Linked DNA regions of Lactuca sativa: regions 1 and 2 are each linked to region 3. A link is a contact called in public Hi-C data. All regions are on one chromosome and are shown on one strand. The core of a region is the stretch at or near the end of the contact, and the rest is flanking DNA. Distances in the headings are between cores, read along the strand shown. Region 1 holds the start of LOC111919997. Region 2 holds the start of LOC111920002 (multiprotein-bridging factor 1b). Region 3 holds the start of LOC111920000 (TPR repeat-containing thioredoxin TTL1).

Evidence for each region. A called contact is a pair of places that touch in the nucleus more often than the background predicts.
Region 1: a contact with region 3 is called in a Hi-C map of seed, with 6 times the contacts expected there. The contact joins the promoter of LOC111919997 here to the promoter of LOC111920000 in region 3. A contact is called at or near these places in 4 of 4 Hi-C or Micro-C datasets (bud, leaf and seed).
Region 2: a contact with region 3 is called in a Hi-C map of leaf, with 3 times the contacts expected there. The contact joins the promoter of LOC111920002 here to the promoter of LOC111920000 in region 3. A contact is called at or near these places in 2 of 4 Hi-C or Micro-C datasets (both in leaf).

What each region holds. Positions count from the first base shown.
Region 1 is chr5:279,230,373-279,234,096 of Lsat_Salinas_v11, reverse strand. LOC111919997 reads right to left here and starts at 1,479. Exons shown (of 5, transcript XM_023915571.3): 1 at 1,267-1,479; 2 at 913-1,160; 3 at 266-410; 4 at 1-182. The coding sequence starts at 1,155. LOC111919999 (a long non-coding RNA gene) reads left to right here and starts at 1,373. Exons shown (of 3, transcript XR_002859687.3): 1 at 1,373-1,511; 2 at 1,816-1,955; 3 at 2,039-2,321.
Region 2 is chr5:278,915,757-278,919,448 of Lsat_Salinas_v11, reverse strand. It overlaps LOC111920002 (multiprotein-bridging factor 1b), which reads left to right and starts at 1,500. Exons shown (of 4, transcript XM_023915576.2): 1 at 1,500-1,707; 2 at 2,572-2,655; 3 at 2,735-2,817; 4 at 2,905-3,324. The coding sequence starts at 1,569. The coding sequence ends at 3,024.
Region 3 is chr5:279,078,369-279,081,755 of Lsat_Salinas_v11, reverse strand. It overlaps LOC111920000 (TPR repeat-containing thioredoxin TTL1), which reads left to right and starts at 1,664. Exons shown (of 7, transcript XM_023915573.3): 1 at 1,664-2,868; 2 at 3,243-3,387. The coding sequence starts at 1,955.

The DNA.
Region 1 (3,724 bases), core at 230-2,729, 150 kb before region 3:
TGATTCAGCTCCCAATTTGGATGCAAGCACTGATGCAGCAGCTGCCTTTGCTGCTGGATCTGAATCGTATCTCTGAATCAGTTGTTGGGTGTTGTAATAATTAGTTCTGTCTTTCAGTTCATTGATTTTCTTCTGCCTTTCAGCCCGAAGCTTCTCTAAAGATCTTTCATCTCTTTGATCGCCTATAAACAGATCAAATTTTGATTAAGTCATTGAATATGGGAATTAAGGTAATGAATATTATATACGTGTGAAGGGAACTTACGAAAAGTTTTGAAGCTTTGAAGTCCACAATACAAAGCCCATGATAAAAAAGGCAAAACAAACATAGGTAAAACTCGCAGAGCTCTTGTATTCCACTCTAAGTTTACTGATCTTGTTGTTGTTATGCCATATCCGATTGCAGCAATCTGAAATCAAAACAAACAACAGGTAGTGTTTTCATCTACATGCTCATTTACATGGATTATACCAAATCTGGATATTTGAATCATGATTATACCACTTGCTAGTTGAAGGTCATTGTTTGAATTTCACAAATTATATGTTGTCTGTGGACACCAAGTTATAATCGACTTGTCTAATTGAGAAAAATAGAACATGATAATAAGCAAATACAGAAACAATCACTTGTGAAGAAACAATAGTTTCGAGTTTTATAGTCTGCTGCATATGTATATAAGCAGCATTGATACGTTGTATCAAATAGAAAATAGCAGTATAGATGCAACATCTAAAAATGTTTAAATTTAAATCATTTAGGTCACCCCTGCGAGTGATTCATTGTATAAAATAGCAAATAGAGTAACTGAATCGGTAAGGGAGATAACTGTCTGTTAGTCTAATCAAGCAAAATATCAGACATTATTGAAGATTAGAGAGATAATGATGAGGATTGAGTTTACGGTTTACCTCAAAAAGAACAGAAAATGCAATTATATCCCGAGCAGTTCTCCGCCATCTCTTAGATCTTTTCTTCATTCTAGCAAGAACAGTAGCCTCTTCTTTAGATATATGTTGCAATCTCTTTTCAAAATTATCACCATGTAACCTAGCCAATCCATTCCAAATTCGAGAGAAGATACTCCTCTTCTCCTTTCTTGGCGAATCATCATTCTTCTGTTCAACAACTTCCTTTACATCGTTCTCCGCCATTTATCCTACACGGTTTTTATTTTCACTTATTTAATCGTCTATTCCACGTACAAACATACGAATCAAAGAGATAATACGTTCTATTCAAAAACCCTAGGTGAAATCGCGTACCTGATATCACGCAACAGTGAATGCGAAATCTGCGTCTGCAATGGAAGGCGAATTTTGATTGTTTTAGAAATAATCACGAAACAGTGTTGGATCGATTACTTGATTGTAAAGCAAAAATCAAGCAAAGAAATGTAAGAAGCATGAAAGAGTCCATGGGGGAATGAATTGAACCGACTCCATTAAGGAATTCGTTACAGCGCCTGAAGAAGGAAACATGGATCACACACTGTGTTTACGTGGAAAAGGTACTTTGTCCATTCAAAAAGTTAATAGTAATTAATTCTAAAAGTAGAGCTAATATATTAAAATAAAGGGATTGAGAAGACAACATACTACATTTGGTAAACGTTTTTTTGTGTTCTAATAGCCATTTAACTTATTGATTTGTGTAAATTTTTTTCTTCCGATTGTTTTTTGCCGGTTGCAAAGGATTTATCGATTCTACGTGTTAGTTTGATCCTATGTGGCATGTAGGGCTAATGTTATTAAAAAAGGGGCGTATGTGGTTCCTTTATTGTGCCCTAATTCCTTAATGGCTTCCTCCTACAGCTTCTCATCGTCCCTCAATCGATCAAGCAAGAAATCAACAGTGTACTATCCAAAAACTTGTGATTGTGGTTTCCCTACACGTATTGTAACGTCAACAACACCAAAAGAATCCAGGGAGACATTTCATGGTGTGCAATGAGGTAAGCTATTTCACTTGAATCTTTCTCATTTTCTGTTTCATTTTCTTGATTTGAAATCTTCTTATGAGTTATTTGTGTTGAAGGGTAAATGCAAATATTGGAAATGGTTGGATGTAGAACCTGTACAAATGCCTCTAATGGAAGTGGTGGAGGGAATGAAAGCTGAATTAGTAGTATTGAAGACCGAAGTAGAGATGTGAAGGATGACATGGAACAAATGAAGAAGGACAAGTGCTATGATGCCATTGCAATGAAGCAAAAAATATACAAGTTTACCATAGGATTTTTTTTGACCATCGTGTATATGATGAAATGATGTATTGGAAGATGTTGTTTGAATGGAATGAAGGCATTATCTTAACTTCTTGTTGGAATGGAATGAAGTAATTTTGACTGGAATGGAATCACAAAGAAGTAATTTTGACTGGAATGGAATCACAAAGAAGTAATTTTGATTGGAATCAGAAATAAGTAATTTTGACAGGAATCACAAAGAAGTAATTTTGACTGGAATGGAATCACAAAGCAGCATATACATAACAATGAATACATATATGATTCCATTCTTTGACTGTAATGAATACAAAGAAGTAATTTTGATTGGAATGGAATCACTGAGACAACAATACATACAAATAACGAGAAAGTATTGAATGGAATGAATACAATGCATACATATAACAAGAAAGTAATTGAAGATGGTGGTTGGATTCATTGAAATACTCCATTAATATTCGAAATTAAATAAAGGGCAAGTAGTTGTCTGCATACACAAAAGTTGTAGCTTGGTAACACAAAAGATGGGACAAAAGATTCCTGCTAGGGACCACAAAAGAAGGGATACCATGTGCCCACACACCCAAAAGAAAAGCATAAAGAAAGCATAGTACTTTGTCTTTACATCACAACTTGATAACAAAAGATGTGCCCACCCACTACCTACACACTAACTTAATCAAGGACTGTAGGGTTCTCTACACTGCTCCAAACCCCAGATATCTTCCTCCTCAATGCCATTTTAAAAATCCTTTCAGAATATTGCCTTCGTCCACTTCTACCAATTGGGGCATTTCTTCTGGGGACAGGCCATGTACCTGGTGGTTGGGCTGTTGGTGGTGGTGGACTTGGCCCACCCACTACCTACACACTAACTTATTAAAATGATGTATTATGTTCATATGAAAAAATTTTACCTGATTATTTGTTTGTTGCTTAGATGAACATTTTTTCTTGTTATGGCCTGGTTCCTTGCAAATCCTACACCTTATCAGGGTCCCCCTTCTTGTCAAAGAATGTCTAACTGGTGTAACACCCTAAGATTTGTCATTTATAGTCCCTGGGGATGGAAGGGTAAAGCCATGAAAAGCCTAATGGATAAGTTACAACTTTGGGACTAGGAGGAGTACGCTGCACGTACATAAGGGTACGCTGAGCGTACTAGGCGCGCCCTAGTATGCTGGGCGTACTCATGACAGAAGGAAACCCTAATATATAGGGTTTGGGTGCTATATAAACAACCTTATGAGCTCATAACCCTCCCTTACCTCAGCCTCTACTGTTTAGATCTGTTTTCCCTAAACCCTAGCCATTTCCTTGAGTGTGTGAGCTTATAGAGTGTGTTTTGAGTGTTTTGAGAAGAAGGAGTTGCATCAAAGAGTTGGAGAATGAGATCAAGATTGTAGATTTGAAGTTGTTTGGTGCCCTAGAAGCTCCAGAAGGTAAAAAGCTTCAAACTTTTTGCTTGCATGTTATAGATCTAGCTATTTTAG
Region 2 (3,692 bases), core at 251-2,750, 160 kb after region 3:
TATATATATATATATATATATATATATATATATATATATATATATATATATATATATTTGACTTTGTTCAGGATGTCGTGAACTTTCAGTATCTGACTGTTCTGCTTCCAAGCATTTTAGCTCCTTATATAGTTGAAATGTAGAATTACTTGTGAGATGGTTGATTATCAATTCAGAAGCAGAATCATTTGAGGATGATGATGACATCGTTGAGAAAGAAATTTAGAAATAGTTTGAATTGCCAGGTATGACATAATATAAAGGTTGTATTCTTTTATAGCAAAAATACCAACAAAAACTTCTACCAACAAACGACAAAAAAACAAAAAAAAACCTACTGGAGCAAAGAAGAATAAATGTTGTTGGCAAAAGCTTGGCTACAAATTTCAGATGACAACGTTACTGGAAGTCAACAACGTGATAAAGAGTTCTGGTGATGAATTACTGTGTACTACGAAAAAAGCAACACGTCGAATGTTGCAAGAACTCAAGCCAACCACAAAGCGCATCGACATTACATGAACCCATTTGCAGTTGTATTTAATCAAATGTATATAGTGTTGAAAAGTCAACACCTCAATGGATGGTTTAAGGATGATCTCAAAAGTGAAGCTTTTGAGCGTTATCATGCTAGATATGGTGTCCATTTTAGGCACACACATATTTGGAATATCCTTAAAAATGAACCCAAATGGAAAGGTTCAAGCAGTGCATCTGGGGCATCTATGTCTTCACCAAATACAAAATCTTTCATTAACCCGGATAATGTTGAAGTTACAACTCGTCCAATTAGTAGGAATGCAGGAAAAAAACAGCAAAAGGGAAAGCTACCAATTTCACTTCGTCATGTGGTAATAAGCTTGATGAAATACTTGAAAACCATATAGAAGAAAATAAAAAGACTTTCGAACGCTACCAAAACTCTTTGGATATGAAGAATGCATTGAAAGAAAGAAAGATGAAAATTCAAGAAGAAAAGGTAAAGAATGAAAAATTTTCAATCATTTTCATGGATCCCAGTACCATGTCGGAAGATGGACGTGAAATTTGAAAAAACCGTTGTGACGAGATTAAAATAAAATACAATATGAATTAAAATTTGTATTTTAGATATTGTACTTTTTATTTAGTGTATTATTTATAACTTTTAATTTTTAAATTGTAATCTTTAATTAATATTTAGTAAGTGTAACTTTGAATTCCTAATTATTATAATATTTTAGTTTTATTTATTAATATTATTTATAAAAAATTTAAAATTGTGATGCGGCAATCAATTAATTCTTAAAAAGTTTAATTAAATATAGAGTTTAACCAGTGAGGTTGTACAGTTACTTAAAAAAATTAACAACTAAAAATGATCTGAAACTTATTTTTTTAAACATTTTATAACCCTTTGATAAAAGAGCAGTCCGCGATAGGAATAACACAAACCTCGTAACCAAACACCTACGGTGGTATCATTTTTCCCCATCTATATAAGTTTCATACCCCCAGTAGAGTTCTATCTGATATTCCTACTCATCCTCCCGATTGATTTTTATTGGTAGAATAATCGAACAAAAAAGATGTCAGGTGGTCCGATTGCACAAGATTGGGAGCCGGTGGTGATCCGCAAGAAAGCTCCCACCGCCGCCGCGCGTAAGGACGAGAAAGCTGTCAACGCCGCTCGTCGCTCTGGTGCGGAGATCGAGACTGTACGCAAGGGTTAGTATTCGTGCTCATCTCCTTTCTTCGTCATACATACACGTGTGCGTTGTATCTTCTCGTTTTGTTTGTTCATAATTTTTTACGAATTTCCTGTTGTCGCAAGTTTGTTTTCAATGAATTTACTCTCAACGCAATAATCATCTGTCTTACGGAGATAAGATTACGTATGCTCGTATGTTCAATTTGTTTATGTCTACGACTTGTTTTTGTATGGAGCTAGGGTTTTGGATTTCACCTTTTTCGATTTGCTTCTGTTTATTTACTGGCTTACAGATATACATAGATGTCGTTTTAGATATTCTCTTAATGGATTCTTACATATAGAAATCGGATTTCTCCAGTGCTTAGATGAATTTTCATGTTCTCCACTTCTCCTATTGTGAATGTTCATCTGCCTTTTTTTTTTTGAATTACATTAGGGTTTATAACTCACATAAGCGTATCTAACATGATGTATGTATAACAACACATTGGAAAATACTCTCCTATATCCTTTTAACAAACGATCACTTGTTTCTTAAGCTAATCAACTGAAGTTGCTTTATAATGTATCAAATGGTAAATTAACATATTATCAATTGGGATAAGGAACCGAAGTTTCATGATTGAAAAAAAATGGTAAATTGCTATGCTAAATCAACAGAGAAGCATATTGTTACCATATTTCAGATTCTTGAACTCTGTATTGACACAAGTCATGAGATTCTTCATAAACGTTACCATTTCATAGACTTTTTTTTGCTATGTATGGCCTATTAATGTTCTTTCAAGATCTTTTATGGAATCTTTTTCAGAAATCTGACCTATAGCTTGGTTTATATTTGATCAAAAATCTGTGTTGTGTTCTTTTTCCTTTTGCAGCTACTGCAGGTTCAAACAAGGCTGCCTCTAGTAGCACTTCTCTAAACACTAGAAAGCTTGATGAAGAAACTGAAAATCTCACCCGTAAGTCAGTCTTATCTTCAAAGCTAAGCAATATATATACTTTATAGTTTATTTAATTATGATTAAATTTTATGAACAGATGAGAAAGTACCAAGTGAGTTGAAGAAAGCTATCATGCAGGGTCGAACTGAAAAGAAGCTTACACAGTCTCAACTTGCTCAGGTTTACATCTCTCATTCCACACACATATAGATTAATGTTAAACTTTTATAGAATCTGATTTTTTTTAATATGTATATAAATTTGCAGCTGATTAATGAGAAACCCCAGATTATACAGGAGTATGAATCTGGGAAGGCTATACCAAATCAACAGATCATCACCAAACTGGAAAGGGCTCTTGGTGTGAAGCTCCGGGGTAAGAAATAGAGGACATTAACAGTTGACAGCTGCAGAGGGTTTGTGACTTTTGCAGTATTGTTATCAATGTTTTTACTAAAAAGATAAAAAAAAAAAAGAAGTGGGGATGCAGAAAACCTTTTGTTTAATTCCTCTGGTTTGAGTTGACCACTTGTGTTGTGGACATGGTTCTAAGAAGATCTTGTCTGTTATTGTGGATTTTATTATGGTTTGGACTGAGATGCATCGATGTGTGGTGGTTCATCATATCATAACGCTTAATATATAAATGTCTGTCTGTATGGCGGTTACCCCTTCTAATTTTCTTAATTTGGGTGTCTGGATTGGATTGGATTGTGCATACTACTTTTTTGGGGTGAAACTCGAATAAAATTTGTTTTACTTTGACATCGTTATAGATTATTTTAAGTGATATTGTCACTTTGAAATTGGTCAAATTGCAAACATATATTTTCTATCAGAAGAAAAAAAACTACAGTTTTATATGGTTTGGTTGACAAAACAAAAAAATTGGAATTCTTTACAGTTCATTAGTTAATTCGTAGTTGAATGAATTGTCCTTTGACAAGGTAAAGATTTTTGATTTTGTTTTGTATGTTTTATCAAACCCATCCATCTAACACCTACACCCCACGTTTTATGTTAGAAAGACAATTAAAAAGAGAAAATGATGAATT
Region 3 (3,387 bases), core at 415-2,914:
GATGATCAAACAATGGTCGAACGATCAAATCGTCGTGAAGATGATTGAATCATGGTAAAACGGCCGAACCTTGGTAAAGCGACCGAATCGTTAGAAATGACCGAACCGTTGGAAATGGCCGGACCGTCTCTCAAAGGTCAATGAGATATACATATCAACAAATATGTTTATACTTTATAGTAGATCAAAGTCTCGCAAATACCTAAAGAAAGTTAACTAGCCTATTTGGTAAAACATTATATTTATTTTGTGTTCTCTGCGTCCTGTGTTTTTATTTTCTACTAGTTGACAATTTTCGGATAAACTATTTTCTATTTTTAAGATCTTTGCAATTCTCATTATGACAAGTCGATGCATGGGTACAAGTCTAAATGCAAGGGATATAAGCCTTGATGAATGATATAACTAGCAAGATTGGAAATTTGATGATATCATTGGTGTTGGTGGCAAAGTGATTTCATAGTTTTGGAATTTAACCAAATTAATCGCTTTGTTATGACGTAAGATATTTTTCGGTCATTCAAATGTTTATGGCTCAAAATGATTTTTTAATGGCTTTTTTACTATTAATTTACGAATTTTTATTATTTATGGTTAATGGTTAATTAAATAACCGATTGTGGATCTTATCATAATCAATTTCAAATTGTTAGGATTGTGAAAATAACTTTGTTCAAGTATTCTGTTTTTATTTTTATGTTATTAGGGAATTGAATTTAGCTAATTAGCTTATTCACTTCTTTATGTTCGTGTTAGTTATAATCGGTTGTTCAATCAGATCGTCTATTCATCACAAATGTTGCCCAACAAAGAACATTGTGCTAGTTATAATCGGCTGTTCAATCCAATCGGCTTTGGATCACAAATGTTGCCCAATAAAAAACTTTGTGTTAATTATAATTAGTTGTTCAATCTAATCGTTTGTGTATCACAAAAGATGCTGCCCAACCTAGAATTGTGTGTGTCCAGGGAAGACTTTTGCTCATCTTCATGACATGTGGATGTTCTAACCCAAACTTATTAAATAAGAATTTTGGACCCCTACTTTGCATTTTGTCCCCCCACTAATAGCATGTGATTTGAAGTGTCTTTTTTGCTAACAATAATACGTTGTTGCATCTTTACATCCATGCATCATCGACTAAAATTCTATCGATCCTTGCGATTTTCCAATTTTAGATTTATTCGTATATCAATTGCAAATAAAAAAAAAAAAAAAAAAAAAAAGAAGTTATGAAGGTTGATATAATTGATGTCGCGCCTTAATCTTTCCACCTTATATATAATTTGGAAATTAAATCTCCCATAAGGGCTGTCTGTTTCTCTTGGAACAAGTATCCAACGACAACAACCAATTCAATATAAAAAAGTCATCAATTTTATTATTTTAGGTAAAGATTATATGAATAAAATTATTACTTAAAATAATAGAAATGACAAATATATTACATTTAAATAGTTAAATATTATAATAAAATCCATTTACCTTTTATTTTATGATTGATAAATACTACATATTATATTAATTATAGTACTAAAAGAATAAGTAATGTGGTAGTTTATATATTTATACGATCAACTCTAAAATATAAATAAAAGAATACCAAAAAATAAAGAAAAAGCAAAAATAGAACTGCCAATTCTCTCTCTCTCTCTCTCTCTCTCTCTCTCTCTCTCTCTCTCTCTCTCTCTCTCTCTGTAAAACCTCTTCTCTTTCATTCTTTGCTTTCACCCTTTTAAATCACGAGATCCCCATCTCTTTCATCCCTTTTCCATCCTCTTCTTCTTCTATGTTATTTTCCGACGGATTACGCCGGTGGTTGTATTTTAATCTCAACCATAACGGCAGCCATTGCCGACGACATTAGTTTTTGTCTTTGAAGCCAAACCCTGAAGATTTATTTATATCTCTCTCGTTAATTTCATTGCCAGAGAATAGAATATTAGGTCTGGAATGGCGGATTCCGGTAAGCCCATTTCGAGTTTGGGATTTGATACACTGTCCGATCGCCTCCGAAAGTCACTCGCCTGCGACACTCATGATGCCGCCGATAATACCAATAAACCTGACTTCAGAGAACTCGATTTGGGTTCTCCGGTTTCGCCTTTGAGGGCTGGACCTGGACCCGCCGCTAGTACTAGCTCTAGCTCATCTGGGTCGGTGTCGGGTCGGACCGGAAGTGGACCTCGTTCTGGTTCTGGTACTTTACCTGGAAGGTCAGATTCAGCCGGCACCGTCAACAACCATTCCGGTGAGTTGTCGGTTGAAAGTTCACCGACATTTTCCGCTGGCGGGTCTCGGACATTTAAGCCTGGTCACAAGCGGTCAGATTCCCGAGGAGGAACCGTTGGCAGCCCGACAATCCATTCCGGTGGAAGCTCAGCTACTTCTCCGGTCGGCAATGTGCTTCCGTCCGGCAATATCCGCCCGTCGGGAAAGCCGCTAACCACGGGTATGATGTCAAGCCGGAGCTCTAAAACCGAGGTATTAAGTTTAGGAACCGGTAATTACGGCCATGGCAGCATAATGCGAGGCGGTTCCGCCACCAAGTCCGCCGTATCCGGTGGTGAAAACCAATTTTCAGCTATTTCAAATTCGTCGAATTCAAGGAGATCATCAATAGATCCAGAAGATTTAAAGCGGTTAGGAAATGAACAATACAAAAAGGGAAATTTCACTGAGGCATTAAATTACTACGATCGAGCTATATCAGTATCACCTGATAACGCCGCCTATCATTGCAACCGCTCCGCCGCATTGATGTGCCTTAACCGATTGACCGACGCCGTGAAGGAATGTGATTTAGCCATTAAATTGGATTCCGGTTATATAAGAGCTCACCATCGTTTAGGATCTCTTCTTATCAGGTACGACTCCAAAAACAACCTCCTTTATTCTTTACAATTTCTTCAAGAAAACCATTTTGATCTTTAATATTTGAGTTCTTCTATCTTACCTTTTTTCATTACCCCTTTTATTGCTTATAAATTTGGGGGAAAAAACTGTATGACTCGTAGGGTTGTTTTACAATTTACAAGTGAGTATTGCCGGTATTCCATTGATTATTTTGTTATGTTCTCGATGATGATGATGATTAAAGATGAAAACTTTACATGTTAATATGTATAGTTGGATTAACTTTTTAAAGTGGGTATCATCGTATAATCGTATTCCATCGATTATCATGAACTGTTCTTGAGAACAATGATTAAAGATGAAAAATTTCTTTTTGCAAAAACAGTTTAGGACAGATTGAAAACGCAAGAAAGCACCTTTATTTCCCAGGGTCCCAACCAGACCCAAACGAGCTCCGAAAGTTGCAGGCGGTGGAAAAACACTTAAATAAGTGCACCGATTCAAGACGCGTCCGCGACTGGAGCAGTGTG